3 separate regions of the Sus scrofa genome follow, and regions 2 and 3 are each linked to region 1. A link is a contact called in public promoter capture Hi-C data. All regions are on one chromosome and are shown on one strand. The core of a region is the stretch at or near the end of the contact, and the rest is flanking DNA. Distances in the headings are between cores, read along the strand shown.

The links. Promoter capture Hi-C pulls out the DNA fragments that hold promoters and counts their contacts.
Region 2: a promoter capture Hi-C map of liver shows a contact between it and region 1, with 7 times the contacts expected there. The contact joins the promoter of MTRF1 here to the promoter of SUGT1 in region 1. A contact is called at or near these places in 1 of 5 promoter capture datasets (liver), 1 of 47 Hi-C or Micro-C datasets (heart right ventricle) and 1 of 2 datasets of contacts at active chromatin or transcription factors (alveolar macrophages).
Region 3: a contact with region 1 is called in a promoter capture Hi-C map of liver, with 8 times the contacts expected there. The contact joins the promoter of KBTBD7 here to the promoter of SUGT1 in region 1. A contact is called at or near these places in 3 of 5 promoter capture datasets (fetal liver and liver), 3 of 47 Hi-C or Micro-C datasets (heart right ventricle and liver) and 1 of 2 datasets of contacts at active chromatin or transcription factors (alveolar macrophages).

The regions. Positions count from the first base shown.
Region 1 is chr11:25,903,224-25,907,093 of Sscrofa11.1, reverse strand. It overlaps SUGT1 (protein SGT1 homolog), which reads right to left and starts at 1,652. Exons shown (of 13, transcript XM_005668449.3): 1 at 946-1,652; 2 at 791-848. The coding sequence starts at 983.
Region 2 is chr11:25,601,804-25,605,673 of Sscrofa11.1, reverse strand. MTRF1 (mitochondrial translation release factor 1) reads right to left here and starts at 1,605. Exons shown (of 12, transcript NM_001243580.1): 1 at 1,552-1,605; 2 at 1,284-1,457. It overlaps LOC100513562 (voltage-dependent calcium channel gamma-like subunit), which reads right to left. Exons shown (of 2, transcript XM_013980568.2): 2 at 3,800-3,870.
Region 3 is chr11:25,641,504-25,645,373 of Sscrofa11.1, reverse strand. It overlaps KBTBD7 (kelch repeat and BTB domain-containing protein 7), which reads right to left and starts at 1,713. Exons shown (of 2, transcript XM_003130995.5): 1 at 1-1,713. The coding sequence starts at 1,357.

The DNA.
Region 1 (3,870 bases), core at 403-2,902:
TTCCCTCTTGAGCTTCCAAGCAAGAGACACCTGGCTAAACTTTGGGACCCACTGCATCACGTATTCTTAATGTGGGCTCCCTTTATTAGTTTCAATCATGACTTCACTCTTGTTTTTTGCTTTCCTTTACACCTTTATAGCCTTTCATTGCACACAGAATGCCCACCAAGTCAGTTAAACATCGAACTAAGACTTTAACCCACAGCAATCAGTTCCTTGCACACAACAAAAACCCCAAGAAATTGTTTTGAGGAAGAAGCAAATGAGTGAATAATGAACAGTGACAGGACATCTGGAAATTTTCAGGCACACACAGGAAAGGTTTTTGTTCCAGTAGCGAGTTCATACAGGCACTTAGCACAGAGCCTGGTACATTAAAATGGCAAGGATGACTTAGTCAAGCGAAAAGCCGAGTTAACAAATATCAAGCCTAAAATTTCCTTTTTGTCCCTAATGCCATTAAAAACAAACAAAAAAAACCAGGCCCTTTCAGGCCAACTATGAAAGTCAACCACATTCCCAAGAAAGAAGGCAGGTTTTACTGAGACGCTCCGAGGATGCAGGAACCGTCTAGGAGAGGGAGGTAGCAAGAACTGGGATCTGGAGTGACTGGGCCGCTGATGGACAGAGAAAAGAGGCGGGGGTTTTCAATATCAAGACTGAGACACAAGACAAGCAGCAGCCCCGGCCCCGGGAAAACAGTGCTGCGAAGAGGCGGGGTGGGCCAGAACCCAACGCGGCCCCCCCGTTGCCCACAGCAAAGTGAAGGAAGCTGGACCAGCTCGCTCACCTCTAACGCCGCCTGGGGGTCCTCTTCGATCAGAGCATCTGAGAAGCTCCGGAAAAACCTGCCAGGAAAACAACGACTTCAGCAGGGCGCACTAACCAAGGAAAACAGAGGATGCTGGGTACTAATAAATAGCAAAGAAAAGGTAAAACACGCACCTTTGGGCCGTTGCAGGTCCCGCTGCAGCCGCCGCCATCCCTACTGGTCACTGTTACCGCTGCTGGAGCCGCTCCTACCGAGGTTACCAGTCCGCCGCCGCCCAAGGGGGAAACTTCTGGAGAAACACCAACCGAGCTTCCGTCCTAAGGAGCCAACGAGCAGCCACGCAGCGTGCCGCGGGGGGGGGGGGGGGGAGGGGAGGCGAAGCGCGGGCGCGGGGTGGGCTGGGACCGTGGAGGACCGACTCTCCCGGCCCGCCCCCTGGCCGGAGACCAGCCCCGCAGGCTCCGCCCCCTGCAGCCTCGGTTACGGAGGCCGCGGTGGTTCACGCTAGCCCTCCGTCCCGCTGCGCGCCCACAGTCCCGTGGAGCCTCCGGAGCGCTAGCTTGAAAGGAGTTTTGTACCATACTGTTCTCCTTCGGGAACGTGTGGACTTTGGGGGAGTTTATATGTCTGTTAATAACACAAAGCACATCGAGCTCCGTTTTTCCCTACAGCGCTCATCATGGCTCTTGGAAGCAACCGAGCCCTTTGTGACCCGTGACGTCATCCCGCGCTACGTGTTCTTTTCCGGGAGCGAGTTCCGGATGGCGCGGCGCATTGGTGGGTGCCGGCATCTTGGCGCTGGGAACCCTGAAGGCCGCGGACTTTCCGGAAGTCGTTCTGCCTCTGCGGAGGGTAGAGCAGAGGAAGCCTTTTGGTTCCGGGGCGGGTGGACTGTTCCATGGGCCCCAGGACTCCGCAGACCTAAGGTTGTCTTCCTCGTTGGCTTCCCAGACTAAGAAGAAAAACGTACTCCATCCGAAGGCATTGAAAGGAGAAATGGACCCTCAAGTTGTCTTGGTGTTACTTTACACCTAGTCGGACAGGCCCCCTCCCACTTTTGACCCATGCAGTTTAGATAGACGAAACTTCCAGCAGGTTCCACGGACCGGAGTCCGGGAGCAAGAGGGAGTGGGAGTGAATGGTTGGTTCCTCAGTAGAGATGAAGGAATAACTGAAGTTGAGTGTCTACTACATCCAAAATCTAAACTAAGTCCTGGGATTCAGTGGTGGTAATGCCCCCCAGAAACTTAAGTCAATTTAGTTCTAAGTGCTAAAAGGAAAGAAAGACAGTAGTCAGTGATGTGGTAACAAGGGGCTTTTAGCCGCCCATAAGGTCTAGGGATGGAATCCTCAAACACTTTGTACTCGAGCTTCAGTTTGGAAAGACGAATCAGTGAAGGAAATGAAAAAAGCAATTCAGACGGAATAGGATGAATGCTAGCAAGTGATAATGTGAACTCTAAAATTGATAGAGCCAAAATTCAGGCTAGAAGCAGAGAGGGCAGGGAGGTAGGTTATGTGCCAGGTCATAAAGGACTAGTTGTGGTCCGTTGAGAAGTTGGGATGAGCTTCTCTGAAGGATCCTAACCCATTATAAGATTTTTACTCAAAAGAAGGCTGTACTAGTGAAATTTACATTTTAAATGTTTATTATCTGTGCTATCAAAGAATAAAGGAAAAGAACAGTCATTGGGGAGTTCCTGTTGTGGTGCAGCAGAAACGGATCCAACTAGGATCCATGAAGATACTGATTCAGCCCCTGGCCTCACTCAGATAAGGAAACAGCTTTGCGGTGAGCTGTGGTGTAGGCTGGCTGCTATAGCTCCGATTGATTTGACCCCTGGCCTGGGAACTTCCATATGCCAAGGGTGCAGTCCTAAAAAGAAAAAAAAAAAGGAAAGAAAGAAAAAAGAACAGTTGGAAGACAACTGCTGTATTACAAGCCAAAGTGACTCTTATAAATAGGTCTGTAACAATAGGGATGGAGGGGATGGTAAGAATTGCAGAAATAACTAAGAAAAAACTGGGTTTGCTGATCTTTCCTTTTGTTTTGCTTCTTTTTAGGGTATATGGAAATTTCCAGGCTAGGGGTTATCAGAGCTGCAGCTGCCGGCCTATGCCACAGCCGCAGCAATGCCAGATCTGAGCTGCATCTGCGACCTACACCACAGTTCACGAGATGCTGGATCCTTAACCCACTGAGTGAGGCCAGGGATCAAACTCGCATCCTCATTAATACTAGTCAGGATCCTTACCGCTGAGCCACCACCAGAACTCTTGAGCTTTCCTTTTGTGATCAGTTCTTTTTGCATCTAGTATAAGGCTTTGCCTACTCAAAAGCCATGAACAGAGTCACCTGTGTTTTCTTCTAGATGCTTTACTATCATACTTTTCATGTCCAGGTCTATTAATTTTTATAAAATGTATGAGGTTGGGATTAAGGTTCCTTTTCCCCCTAAATGGATATCCCAGCCCTACATACTGAAAAGATTTATTTGCCATTCCCCCCACTAAATAATTATGGCACTTTTGTTATAAAGTAGTTGATCACACATATGTGGGTCTGTTTCCAGGTTCTCATTCCCTTGGTCTAAACTGGTACCACACCATTAATTGATTAACTTTATGAGCCTTTTTTTTTTTTTTTTTGCTTTTTTGGCCGCACCTGTAGCATATGAAAGTTCCCAGGCTAGAGTTCAAAAAAGAGCTGCAGCTTAACGCCATGGAAATGGCAACACCAACACCAGATCTGAGCTGCACCTGTGCAGCAACTTAAGGCAACGCTGAATCCTTAACCCACTGAGCGAGGTCAGGGATCAAACCTGCATCCTTTTGAATACTATGTCAGGTTCTTAACCCACTAAGCCACACCAGGAACTCCTATAGTCTTGGAGCCCTGTAACTTTTCCTTCAAAATTGCCTTGGCTAGTCAAAGTCTTTTGTATTTACATTATTTTATACGTTTTACAACACATTTCCATTTATTTATGTTTTACAATGACCCCGTCAAATTTTCCAAAAAACCCCAACAACAACCCTGCTGGGATTTTAATTGGGCTTGCATTGAATCTATAGATCAAGATCAGCCATTTTGGGGA
Region 2 (3,870 bases), core at 356-2,855, 300 kb after region 1:
AAAAAATTACTTAAAAAAATGAAAAGTTACGGGGGATCCTGTTGGCTCAATAAGTTAAGAACTCAACTAGTATCCATGAAGATGCAGGTTCAATCCCTGGCCTCACTCAGTGGGTTAAGGGTCCAGTGTTATTGCAAACTGCGGCGAAGGTTGCAGGTGTGGCTTGGACTTGGCATTGCTGTAGCTGTGGTGTAGGCTGGCAGGTGCAGCTCCAATTCGACCCCAGTCCAGGAACTTCCATACGCAAAAGGTGAGGCCCTAAAAACAATAAAAATGAATACATACATAAATAAAATTACAAGCTATGGTAAGTTCCCTGGTGGCACAGTGGTTAAAGGATCTGACGCTGTCACTTTAAACCATTGGTGCAGCCAAAAAAAAAAAAAAAAAAAAACACTACAGGTTTAGTGAAATTGGCTGTTTTCCTTCCTTTGAACAGATCATTGAAAAAGCTAACAAATGTAGGAGTTCCTGTCATGGCACAGCGGAAACAAATTTGACTAAGAACCATGAGGTTGCAGGTTCGATCCCTGGCCTCACTCAGTGGATTAAGGATCCAGCGTTGCTGTGAGCTGTGGTGTAGGTCACAGATGCAGCTCGGATCCTGCATTGCTATGGCTCTGGTGTAGGCTGGCAGCTACAGCTCTGATTCAACCCCTAGCCTGGGAACCTCCATATGCCCCGGGTGCAGCCCTAAAAAGGACAAAAAGACAGAAAAAAAAAAAAAGCTAACAAATGTACACAATAATTTTACTGAGTATAAAGGGGAAAAGATAAAGTGTTCTAATACTTTGCCCCTAAAATCCTGTGGTTCAAAGGTGCAATAAGGGTCAAAATTGATCAGAACCAACCTTTAATTGTCTACAGTGTTCCATCTATGCTACATGCATTCATATATTAGCTCCTTTGATCATTTTAAGTTTGCTATTTCAGAGAGTATTATTTCCTAGGAAATACACTATTTGGAATGGTCTCTAAAATATCCAGTCTACAGAGTTATACCGACAAAATTTAACATAATCACATTCGTTAATGTCCAACAGCCACAAAGGTTACAGTCCTCCAGCAGGAGTTTCTGTGTCTTCGCACAGTCTCAAAGACATCACAGAAGTGTTTCCATTTGCAAATGGAAAGAACGACGACAATAAAAAGGCAAAAAGATTTTTGTTACAACATTTCTAGCTAAATTTCCATTTTAGGCACAGTTAGTAGAATGAGCAGTTCTCAAGGTCATGAAACTGTGTTAAATAAAACGCAAGATGTTTATTCTCCATTATCTATACCTGAGCATAGCAAGTCTTCTCCATCACCCTCCACAGTAACAAGAGTAAGCTGATACTCTGGAAGGAACGCTCAGCCTCGGCAAGTGGGTAGTGATACTAAGCCCACACGAGAGCAGCACGTGTAAGCCACACCGTGTAACGCGGCATATGGAGTGATCCCATAGAGAAAAAAAGCTGGAGAAAGAAAAAAGACTTTTAGGATCAGAAAAAAGAAGTGAATTGTGAGTACCTTAAAAAACAACAAAAAAAGGACATTAGGTTTCCTTACCGAGGGAACCTTCTGGGATCCACTAGGATTTCAGCCCTATAGACACCTGATCACTTTTACTTCCGGGTTCGCCACTTCCGGCTAAAGGCTTCCAGCCACCTTCTCCTCCGTCTGGGTTTTTCTCGGGAGCAGTAGTTCTTGGGTGTGCATAATAAACTACCAGAAGAAACAAAAGAGAAAAGTGGCAACGCGAGGAAAATTCCCAAGAGGCAACCAAGCCTCGTGCTCATCCGGAGTCGGAGTCCAGAGTGTAGGTTGCGATGGAGAGGGGAGCCGGCGAGCGGCAGCAGCTGTGCCAGAACATTGAAAGAACCGTAACTCCCCAGAGCGCCTCCCTGAGAATTCTGGGAGTTGTAGTTTATTTCCGACAGGGGGCCCCACCCCCAACGCCCTAGGCCGAAGGTGGAGTTTTGGTTTTCAACATTTTAGGCAAGCCCAGAAGAGATTTTCTACAGCTGTGCCTAAGAGATAAGTATATACAAGAATTTCTTTATAGATGGAGTCACTAGAGTAGCGATTCCTAATTTTTTAAAATGAGAATACCTTTTTATCATTGAATACTTCAGAGGTTTTTTCCATTGCTTGAGGAAATACCTAATGACTAATTGAGACTGTGCCTTTGTATTTTTAAAAATCATAACAGGGGAGTTCAGTGGAAACAAATCTGACTAGCATCCATGAGGGTGCAGGTTTGATCCCTGGCCTCCCTCAGTGGGTTAAATAAGGATCTAGTGTTGCTGTGAGCTGTGGTGTAGGTTGCAGATGCAGCTCAGATCCCTTGTGACTGTGGTGTAGGCCAGCAGCTACAGCTCCGATTAGACCCCATCTGGGAACCTCCATGTGCTGCAGGTGTGTCCCTAAAAATAAATAAATAAATAAAATAAACAGTTTCAGGAAAATGCAAATATATTGCCTTACTTTTTTTTTTTGGTCTTTCGTCTTTTTAGGGCTGCACCCACGGCATATGGAGTTTCCCAGGCTAGGGGTCTAATCGGAGCTGTTGCTGATGGCCTCTATACCACAGCCACAACGCTGGATTCGAGCCACGTCTGCAGCCTACACCACAGCTCACTGCAACACCGGATCCTTAACCCACTGAGCAAGGCCAGGGATGGATTGCCTTACTTTGAATATTTAACAGCGATACAGAGCTTGGAGATTGAATTTACAAATCATTGACCTAGTGCCTCAGTATTTCTTCCCGAAAAGCAAAGGCAAATATAATTCTGTATTACTGACTTCACAGCATATTTTCTTATGTTGTGACCAAATATAAAAAAAGGAGAATTCAGGGTTCCCTTGTGGCACAGTGGGCTAAGGAACTGGTGTTGTCACTGCAGCTGCCTGGATCACTCTTGTGGTGTGGGTTTGATCCCTGGCCTGAGAACTTCCACATGCCCCTGGTGCAGCCAAAAAGGGGGGGGGGAATTAGATATAAATGTAAATATCTAATGTTTATTACCTATTTCAAGATACCAACTTCTTTTTTTTTTTTTTTTTTTTTTTTTTTTTGTCTTTTGAGGGCCACACCTGTGGCATGTGGAGGTTCCCAGGCTAGGGGTCTAATCAGAGCAATGGCTGCTGGCCTACACCACAGCCACAGCAACGCGTGAGGGAGGCCAGGGATTGAACCCGCAACCTCATGGTTCCTAGTCGGATTCGTTTCTGCTGCATCATGACGGGAACTCCTCAAGGTATCAACTTCTACCACCTACATATCAGATACTACTGTAAATGGTTTAGGTCTATTAATTAATTTAATCCTTACGACAACCCTAAAATACCCATTTTACAGAAGAGAAAACGAAGGCACAGCGTTAAGGTAACTTGTCCAAGGTAAAAGAGTTACTAAGTGATATTGCTGAGATTCAGTCAAGGCCATCTGTCTTAGTGACCTGTAGCTCTTAAGCTCTGATGTGGCCTTTCTCCTCCAGAAAAAAAAAAAAAAAATTCAGTCATTCATTCAGTAACTGTTGAGTGCCATTAACATTCTCACTGTCCTAGACATGAGAATTTAGCAGAGAATAGAAAAGACAAAAATCTTCACCCTCAGGGAGCCTATATTCTAGTAGGGAACGAAGTCCAAAACCCCATATAAGATGTGCTCCTAAATCATCTAATGAAATCCTTTCATTTTTTCTTTTTCTTTTCTTTTCCCTGCTGTTTTTATTTATTTATTTGCGTTTTTTTTTTCTGTACAGCATGGGGACCAAGTTACACATACATGTATACATATTTTTTTTCCTCCCATTGTTTTTTTCTTTTTAGGGCCGCACCTGCATCACACGGAAGATCCCAGGCTAGGGGGTGAATTGGAGC
Region 3 (3,870 bases), core at 464-2,963, 260 kb after region 1:
AGCACTCCACCTCCTTTAATTTAACTCCAGTAACAGGGTCCCGCCCACCCAAAATGTAAATGTAGCCGTTGAGGTAAGCCACATCCATGCCCTCCCGGCAGAGCAGGCGGTCTGCCAGCTGCTGCCAACTATTCTGGGCTGGTTTGTACACCCAGAGGTCTTTCCTGGGCTGGGCGGCCAGATAGATGTCATGGTCGGGAGAGACACAGACAGCTGAGGAGGTGATAGTCTTGGTATGAGCCAAGCTGGTCAAAGGTGATGGCATTGTGTAAATGTCCCCTGAGTATGGGTCATAGCACAGAAAGGGATCTCTGGGATGGCCAAAGAAGATCACCATCTCCTTGGCACACATACCCAGCCTCTGGGGTGGATTTTCTGCTATGGAGACAACAGAATTGCCACTGCTGCTCTCTGGCTTTGGCACCAGAGACTTGTACAACATGTCACCATATCGCATCTGCAGGACCCCTTCCATGAGGTCCAGACAGTACTTCTTCACAATAGGTTTGGTCAACAGCCCTTCCAGGTATTCCCGATCTTTATCCGTGAAGTGTGTCCAGCGGACACACTTGAAGACTTCGGCAGCGCTGGGACCCCGCTCCTTGGGAGCCGCCTCCAACCACTGCACCGCAACGTGACACACTGTCCGCTCACTCTCGATGTCTAGACTATCCAGGCGCAGGACAGCCAGCAGTTGGGCCAGGGTCAGATCGGCCAGAGACTCCTCGCGAATCGAACCCATGCGGCTGAGCTGCTTGAAGTTGTGCGCGATAAAGGACTGGGCCTGCGACCGCAGCTTGTGATGGTCGAAGGCGTCGGCGAACTTGAGGATGGCCGTGCAGTTGGCCAGGTCAAGGCGGCGGGCTAGGAACGACGCACAGGCTTCCCGCACATACTCCAGCTGCAGCATGTCCGAGGCCGCGTAAAGGCGCTGCACGTTGGCCTCACTCAGGGACACGCGACCCGTGTAGCAGTAATCGACCAGCACCTCGAAGGATTCGGCATCTACGTCGTGCATGGTCACGTTCGTCTGATGGCTCTCGTACATGCCGCCGGTGAACATGCTCTTGAAGTAGGGACACGCGGCGGCCAGCACGTTACGGTTGCAGGAAAAAAGGCGACCCGTGCCAGGCCCGCTGCCAGGCGTGACCACCTCGATGGTCACATCACAGAGCAGCCGCGCGTCGTAGAAGGACTTGAGCTGTGCCAACAGGGCTGCGGAATGGGCCGTGTCCTTCAGCTCCTCCGACCCCGTGAAAAAAGCCGAAACCGAAGGCTTGGAAATCCTCTTGGGCCGCCTCCCACCGCGGGGACTGGCGAGGCGGCGAGAGCGCGAAGCTTCTTCCCGGGACTGCATGGTGGAGATGCTGGTAGGGAGCTGAGGGCGAGAACGGGTGCAAAGACCGGGCTCGGGCGCCTCCTCACCCTTCTCTCGCTGACGCTAAGGTTGTGGTGTCTCCGGAGAGACTGCGCGGGGGCCGCGCTTACTTAACTCAGCCCTACACCGCGGTGCCGCCTCCCTTTATAGCGTAGACAGTGCCTGACTCACCCGTTTCCAGTTCCGCGCCCTTTCTCCGCCTCAACTCGCCCTCACAGGACCTACTGGCTGGAACCAAGAGATCCGCCACTGCCGCGCTGGCAATACCGGTAGGCTTCCAGGAGAACTACCACTCCCAGACTGCCTTTCGCGCCTGACGCAGGCGGGGCCCTCCCCACTCGCCCACTTTAGCGGCGGCAGAGAAGGCGCTTTGCATGTTGGGAGTAGTAGTTTGAGTAATATCGCGAGGCTTCCGGGGCAAGACTGCTTCAGGGTTTGAGCGTTTATTCTCCCGGCTCCGACGGCTTGGCATTTTGGCTTTGAAGTCCAGAGTAAGAGCCCAGTTTTAATGTTTATTAACTGTGTAGCTTCCCTCTGAGAACTTTTCCTTCTTTGCAAAATGGGGAGAATAGTCTTTCCTAGGGTCGTGTGAGGATGAAATGAGATAAAAATTGCATAGGACACAGGATGCTTCAATAAATATTTGTGTGTGTGTGTTTTAATTTTTTAATAGTTATTTCCCCAAATATTTGTTGATTAGAACAATTAAGTGCTTACACTCTGTTTAAAATATAAAGATTAATAATTGTCGGCTTTTCTCTTAGAATTTATTAAGAGTGCGACACCCACTTAACTTGAAACCATGAGCAATTACTGCAAAGAAAACATCCAGTGTTTAATGTTGCTACTTCTGGAAGATTCTGAACGTTATTACAATATTTTCAGTACTAAGTGACATATAAATTCATTAGGATGTTGAAGTTCCCGTCGTGGCGCAGTGGTTAACGACTAGGAACCATGAGGTTGCGGGTTCGGTCCCTGCCCTTGCTCAGTGGGTTGACGATCCGGTGTTGCCGTGAGCTGTGGTGCAGGTTGCAGACGCGGCTCGGATCACGTGTTGCTGTGGCTCTGGTGTAGGCTGGTGGTTACAGCTCCGATTAGACCCCTAGCCTGGGAATCTCCATATGCCGCCGGAGCGGCCCAAGAAATAGCAAAAAGACCAAAAAAAAAAAAAAAAAATCATTAGGATGTCTTAGACAAAGATGAGGTCCTAGAGAACAGCATTTATAGATGGCCTTAAATATGAAAATCAGGCATATAAATAGGTTGGCATCTCACCAAATCAACACTTCATTCCGAGGAACAAGGTTATTTTCACAACCTCTTGATATGAGTGTTACTCATACTGTTCTTTCAGTTCCTTTCCACCAATCCTTTGAAGATTTTGGAACTGTCTTTATTAAGGAGTTTTAACGAGAGTTTTAAATTAAAATATTTAAACAAACATACCTTGAATCGTACAAAAGCACAAGATTCAAACAGCTTGGGATTCATATATGCCCTGACATTCCTTGAAGTAATACAGTACAGCCTATGCTTTAAAGAAGTGTTTTATATATGTACTAATCAACATTAGTTAAATATTCAAAATCAAGTGTTTAGAGATTTGTTAGAGAACTTTTATTTAAAACCCAGACCACTCCTGTTGCTAGTTTGTGAAGTGTTACCATAACCTAATGAATGAAATCTTCAATATTATATGAATAGGTGGATAGCGCACAGCAGGAGAATAACTTTTAAAAACTGTTTGGGGGAGTTCCCATCTTGGCTCTGCAGTAAACGAACCCGACTAGTATCCGTGAGGACAAAGTTCGATCCCTTGCCTTGCTCAGTGGGTTAAGATCCCACATTGCTGTGGGCCATGGCATAGACCAGCAGCTACAGCTCCAATTCGACCCCTGACCCGGGAACCTCCATATGCCGCAGGTGTGGCCCCAAAAGACAAACAAAACAAAACAAAAACACCCTAAAAACAACAAAAAACTGTTGTGGTTTCTCTGAATATTGTGTCCAATAATTTCACTCCCAGGCCTTTACCCAAGGGGAATTAAAACATGTCCATAAAAAGACTAGTGCATGTTCATAGTAGATTTATCCATAATAACCAAAATTAGAAATAATCTAGGCGTTCCTGTTGTGGCGAAGCGGAAATGAATCTGACTAGGAACCATGAGGTTGTGGGCTCGATCCCTGGCTTCACTCAGTGGGTTAAGGATCTGGCATTGCCATGTTGCTATGGCTGTGGCAAAGGCTGGTGGTTACAGCTCCAATTCGACCCCTAGCCTGGGAACCTCCATATGCTGTGGGTGCGGCCCTAAAAACCAAAAAAAGAAAGAATCTGAATATATATCGATAGAAATTTAAAAAATTATTAGTAGTATATTATTCTTTTTAGGGCCCCACTTCCAGGCTAGGGGTCAAATCGGAACTACAGCTGCCGGCCACAGCCACAGCCACAGCAACTCAGGGTCCGAGCTGCACCTGCAACCTAC